2 separate regions of the Rattus norvegicus genome follow, and region 1 is linked to region 2. A link is a contact called in public Hi-C data. All regions are on one chromosome and are shown on one strand. Each heading gives the region's core, a stretch centred on a gene start, on an enhancer-like site or on the middle of the called end of the contact. The rest is flanking DNA. Distances are from core to core; before and after follow the strand shown.

The links. A called contact is a pair of places that touch in the nucleus more often than the background predicts.
Region 1: a contact with region 2 is called in a Hi-C map of Schwann cells, with 2.2 times the contacts expected there. The contact joins two enhancer-like sites. A contact is called at or near these places in 3 of 12 Hi-C or Micro-C datasets (the Rat2 cell line, Schwann cells and mammary epithelial cells) and 1 of 1 datasets of contacts at active chromatin or transcription factors (oligodendrocytes).

Annotation. Positions count from the first base shown.
Region 1 is chr2:236,114,314-236,117,301 of GRCr8, forward strand. No RefSeq gene overlaps it. Among named protein-coding and RNA genes, the nearest start is that of Lmo4, 170 kb to the left of the region's middle. Within about 2 kb of position 1,483, at least 8 of the 93 cell types and tissues checked have an H3K27ac peak or open chromatin away from gene starts, as enhancers often do. A contact at or near this core is called in Schwann cells, where this site is marked.
Region 2 is chr2:235,987,517-235,990,841 of GRCr8, forward strand. No RefSeq gene overlaps it. Among named protein-coding and RNA genes, the nearest start is that of Lmo4, 48 kb to the left of the region's middle. Within about 2 kb of position 1,440, at least 14 of the 93 cell types and tissues checked have an H3K27ac peak or open chromatin away from gene starts, as enhancers often do. A contact at or near this core is called in Schwann cells, where this site is marked.

The sequences.
Region 1 (2,988 bases), core at 233-2,732, 130 kb after region 2:
TATAAATATGCAGCGAGGCCCCGTGTACATTGCTAATGATAAGTAATTAAGGACAGGCGTGGGAAGCCAGGGAAAAGGGTCATGGTAATGCAGGAGAGGGAATTAAAAATGCAATAAAAGTAAGTTGCCTAGAAAAGATTAAATAAACTTGTGGCTTCTCCTCCTTCCAGAAAGAAAAAAAAAGAATGATTTCCTCATTCTCCGGAACACCGTGTCAGGCCAGCCAACGGTTTACTGTGTCCCTTCACGTCCTTGCCCCCCCCCCCATCTAGATTCTGTTTTCAGATACTGTGCCCCACCCCCACCTCAACACCAGTCCCGCAGAGATGGAGTGAGTCCTCACAAAGATGGCCGAATGTATGATTGAAACGTTCGTGGCGGATCATCTCTAAACCGAGCGACTGTCATCAGAGAACCTTTTGACATCACCCTCAGTCTGAGGAACCCTGCCACCCAAGCACTTGGAGCCACTTGAAAGACACCAAGCCTGTCTCTCAGGCAGTGTCTGAGACAGCCATTCAGACTCCCTTCAACATCTCGTCCCCAAATAGAACAGAAATCTGAGGCGCTAAGGGGAAAAAGAAAAAAGGAAAGCGGACTTTGCAAAAAAAAAAAAAAAAAAAAAATCATAAAGTCGTGTTTGGGACCGAATAGGAACCCCAGTGTTCCCTTTAAGCATTAAAGGCACACCAAATGAGTAAGTGGCCTTCTTGGCGAAAGAAAAGAGGCTTATATTTGGATCTCCGAAGCTCTTAAATAAGGGCAATTTTGATTCTCCTTTAAAGTGTCTCCGTAAAGCTCCCAAGCCACTGAGGATTTTTCCCCCTTACAAACATTTTAGACTCCTTGATCTCGAGTCTCTAGAGACCGCACATTCCGTAACTGTTCCACGGGGTTAATCCCTTGGTGGGAGAATCATCTTCTGAGGCTGCGTGGCCGGGTTAACAAGAAGGCAACCTCGATCTGAAGTCAACAGCGGCTTGCAAACATCACAACTTTGGTTTGGGGGGGGGGGGGGGGGCGGTTCTTCTTTAATCTCTCTCTGTATGTTCTCTCTGTCTCTCTGTCTCTCTGTCTCTCTGCATCCCTCCCCCCTCCTCTGGATCTCTCTCCCTCCTTCCCCGTCTCCCTTCCCCTCTGTATCTCTGTGTTCTCTCTATCCACCCTCCCCGCACCCCGCCTTAAACAAGTTCTAAGCAAAACACTCAGGGCTTGGCTGTTTTCTATCCTAAGTCTCCGTATGAATGCAAAATGAATTGTTTTCTGTTTCATAAAATCTTCAACAAGGCCGTACTTCTTCTGTTATCAGGATGTGGTCATCTGCACATAGCTGATTGCACTCTGGCAAAGGCCATTTGGTACCTGAAGCTCACTCCAGCAACCAGGAAGGCCAACAAGGCCCTAGCTCGCAGGCACCGCCTCCCGGGCAGAGCCTCGCTCCCCTCCGGACCGCACAGTCGGTCGAAGGGCACCTCTGCGAGCTTATCCTGACCCCCAGTGGCCGGCCCCGTCATCCATCCGGCCCGCACCGGGTTCCTTTGGGCCAGCACCGCCCTAAGGCTCCTCAGATCCCAGCTTTAATTGACAATTAAAACAAACTTCAGTTCTCACAGGCATCAGCGAGTGAAATTTCGCAACTTGCAAGTTTCACAATTCAATTCCCTTGAAGCAAAACCGACAGTTTCCCTGAGGTTTCACGCCACACCTCGCCATTTGTTGTTTAACTTCCCCCTCAAGTTTCTCTCCCCGCCCCACACACACACTTTTATTTTCGAGTCAGTCGTGGAAGCAGTTTAATTATGTTTCTGGGGTCCAGCATCCCCCTTGCCCAGATGCTGAGTCAGCATGCCTCAGAGCCCCGGGAGCCCGAGTTTAATAACTGCAGAGTAGAGCTCGCAGGGGCTGCACCATCCCCAGGGAAGCATTAATGGCTTCCGCCCACCCTTCCGCTTAAATTCAGGCCACCCTTAGGATGCAGTCAGAAAACCCGCCTGATCCAGGTATGGACGGGGCTGGCCCGATTTAGCAAGTGAATACAGGATGGGTTTGGATTCCAGATACTGCCTTACTCAAGTCTTAATTTAAGTATGCCCCAAATGCAGCCTGGGGTGCATTTGTACTAAAAAGTATATGTGATTCATCTGAAATTCACATTTCGGGCCCTCTGTTTTATTGGGTAACCCTACTAGCAGACAGAGGAGGGGCTGGCTTTTACCAGTTTATAGCTCAGATCCATGGATAGATCAGAGGGCCTGGCTCCTCTGAGAATTAGTGAGAACTTTCGTTGTTTAAGTGTAAGGAAATAAAATGTTGATTACTGGACGCCCTGAAGGGGCTTGGTGTGTTTCCTCTGTCCATTCTTGCAGAGGTGTCCACCCCTCACCCCCAAACCCCAGCAGTGGCTCCTCCCACCTTATCCCTCCCACCCATAGCCAACTCTCCAGTGTTCAGAAGTTCCCCCACCTACCACAGAAGTTAAAGCAAAAGTCAAACACAAGGAAACCACTTGTAGGGGCAACGGATTCATTGCAGCAGCATCTTTAAGAGGTTCAAGAGGCATGACTTCTGCATGCACTGATATGTAGAGGGTTTTTTAAAAACAAGTTTTAAATTACAGTTATTTTCTTTTAAAAAAAACTAATAATAAAAAGCAGATCTATGGCCTTGAGAACATGTACAGATCTGCAAGCCACCTCTGCAAGTTTGTCCGTTAAACCAAACGTTAAATGGGAAATACTTGGCGGGATTTAAAATTAGAGCGGCACACATCACTTACAGATGTTTCGATGCAAAGACATGAGACTGAGCCTCGCCAAGTCATAAACCCCACAATGGTGGTTTTCTTTTTAATATCCCAAGTTAATTTTTATTATATAAGTAGCCATATGAAGAAGGCATTGCGGCCTGCTTGAATTAAATAGGGAAGAGTGGAATCAACGGCGACCCCTTACAGCATATGGCCCAGCAAATCACAGCACAAGGCTTTCC
Region 2 (3,325 bases), core at 190-2,689:
TCCCTAATAACCCAGGTAGATGGTGGGGAAAGTGAAAGACAGGAAGAGAGGAAGGCAGGGCACAGCCAGCATAGCCCAGCAAGTCAAGAATGGAATGCAATTGGAAAGTTAAGGGAGCCCGGGGTTGAGGTGGAACACACGGTCCGCAGTCCGTGCTCCCTCCCTCTCCAGGATATACCAGCCTGCACTACCCCCAGGGAAAAGCAAGTTCCATTCAGGGTTTCTTCTAAAGTGGCTATTTTTTTGACTTAAGTCGAAAGCCTTGTCTTTTTCCTTTTTCTGACTTTGTTAGTCTCACGTTGTTCAGACCAGCTAAGGGTGACTTTGAGCTTCTAGTCCTTCTGCCTCTACCTCCCGAGGGCTAGAATTTCAGACATCCCCTACCTGGCCCAACCAGCCGATATAGGGTTAGAACTAAACCCAGGGTATGGTGAATATTAAACGAGTACTCTACAATCTGAGCCTTGTCCAGGCCCTCAGCATGTGGTTTTGTTTTTTTGTTTTGGATTTGGTTTTTTGTTTGTTTGTTTGTGGGTTTTTGTTTGTTTTTTGGGGGGGGTTGTTTTGTTTTGTTTTTGTTTCATTCATTTGGTGTTTGGGTTTTTGTTTTTCTGGGGTTTGTGGAGTTTGGTGGTTGTCATTGCTGTTTTTATTCTTCCAAGGAAGAGGCTATGATGCAGTGGTGAGAGACAAGGAAGAGAGACAGTCCCTGGTAGTTAGTAAGTGCTCAGTAAACACAAGTAGTGGGAACACAAATGGTGAGTCACCAGGACACAGTCCCTTGTGCCTTTCTTCCGAGCGTTCGAGAAGACACTCGAGTTAAAGATCGTAGAGTTTATAGCAGTATCTCATGGGCTGTAAATCTCAGCAGTGCGGTCTTAAAAATCACCACGGCCTACTGAAAGTCCTTTAAACTCCATTCACAGTCCAGAAACCAGGGAGAGGCAAAATCCTGCCGCTCCTGCCTGTGACTTCTCCTCTGCTCTCCTTACCACTTCTCCCAACTTTGCTCCAGAAAAATCTCTAGGGAAATGAAATTAAGCCGTTTCCCAGATTTACTTTTCAAAATTAGTCCTGGGCTGGCCTTCAACAAGGCAAACACATTCTGTGCAGTCACGGGAAAGAACAACACAGCATTCCTGGACCAAGGCTTGGAGCCCACGGAGCCAGACAGACAGAACAGGCTGAAGACAGGGATGCGTGTTTTGTAGCAACTGCTGCCTTCAAGGCTGCTCTTCCAGGGGCATAGACCTCTCTCCCTTGCCCTCTGGTTGGTCCTTACCCTTTCCTGATCTTGGAAGTGGCATGTTTACTGTCCCTGCTTGTCTGGGCTAGGAAACTGTTATTCAAAATCACTAAATCACATAAGTGTCCAGAGACTGTCACCAGAGTGGTACAGTTCCCCATCTGAATGTCCTCCTTCTCGGAGTCTTGGGATGGCCTGGCCTTTCTGACACAGAAGCTGCCGGCTATGGTGAGTCATCCCATCAGGGTTCCTGCTCGCCAAGGACTTGATGGCACAATTTGCCTGGAAATGAAGAAATTCTAAATCTGCATATTCATCATTCTAGGAAGATAAACACAGTGTGAGACTATCTAAAATATTTAATAGTCAACATTTAATAATTCTTTGATCATATGTGGGATGAGCTCTCAACACAGGGCACTGCCATACTCATACATATGAAATTATTCAGGCAGTGGTCAGGAAGGCTCTCTTTCCTTCCCATAATAGATTGTCTTTCATTCAATGTGGGTTCCAACGGTCGCCCCAGGAGAAAGTAACGCCTACTCTGTCCTTGCCTTGTAGAGCAGAGGTCGCGGTATTTAGCAGTCCTGGAATGCCCAGAATCCAACCGTTTCTTATCTTCCCATCCCTCAAGGATTTTTGCTCTGCTTCCCCCCGCCCCCCAAAAAAAGACAGACAAAGTAAAACAGCTGCGTGAATTCTGTTCCTAGTCAGGTTAGAACGCCTTCAGAAGTAAGTCCGCATCTGAATCAAATCCTCACCCTGCGGCTTCGGACCGGAAACTGCAGCTGATTGGTTCCTGCCAGGGCCACGGAGGACATTTTAAGAGGCAAGTATCAACAGAAGTTTCTTCCACTGGCAAATGGGTGTATTTGCTTTTTGTGCGTTCATTTTGTTTGAGTGAGTGGCAGGGCCATTGGCTTTCAAGACAGGGCCTTGCTATATAGGCCAGGCTGGCCTCAAACTTCCCTCCTCTGCCTCCCCCACGCTGAGATGACAACCCTGTGTTATGACACCTGGTCTCTTCTTATTTATTTTATTCATCCATGAAATATCTATTTATCTATCATTCTGTAATCCTAAGGTTGGGGCTGTTGAAACTAGGGTCTTGTACATATTAGGCAAGTGCCCAACCACTGAATTACATGATATCCCTTTTCTTTTTTCTTTTTTTTTTCACTTTTTACTTTAAGACAGGGTCTTACTCAGTTGCCCCAGCTGACCCCGAACCCGTGCTCCTCCTGCCGTAACCTCATGAGTAACTGGTATTCCAGACCTCCACCGCCAGGCCCAACTCAAAGTCTTCTTCCAAAACATTTTTCAAAGGGATCAGTTTGAAGGCACTGTTTGTGACCCACCTCTGCAGACTCTCTCCACAAAAGCCACTCACTTATTTTCCATCGCAGAAGAAATTAGCAAAATCTAAACCGGTCCCTCTTGCAAAGACATTATTCAGTGGTAACAAGTCCCAATGTGAAGAATCCAGGTTTCCTTCTGTCTAATCAGATGGCCCTTCCCCAACTGTCTCACACATGCTAATGGAGTGTGACGAGCACATTTGGCTCAGTAGAGGGTCCAACATGAAATGGCTCCTCAGCGACAAGACGCTAATCATCTCTCCCTAATCTACCACTGCTGTGGGGCGGGGTGTCTTCGCTGTCGTGAGTGATTTCAGAGTACGGATGGGACAGACATGACAGATTCTTTATCAGCGTCAAAGTCTTTTGTGGTCAAGTCCAGTAACGTTAAAACTAAACGCCCGGTAGACAGCAGAGATATGGGGCATTATGGAATTCCCTCCCAGGCGATGGTTTTCAGTCAGCCTAGGAAAAGAAAAATGGAATACGGGCTAAAATCAAAGGAGAGCGCAGCAGCGCAGCAGAAGTCTGGGCTGTTATCGTGCAGGGCACATGCGTGCGTGTGTGTGTGTCTGTGTATGTGTATGTGCGTGTGGGCGTGTGGTGTGTGTGTGTCTATATGTCTCTGTGTGTGTATGTATGTGTGTGTGCGTGTGTGTGTGCATGTGTGTGTCTGCGTGTGTGTGCGCGTGTGTGTGTGTGCATGTGTGTGTCTGCC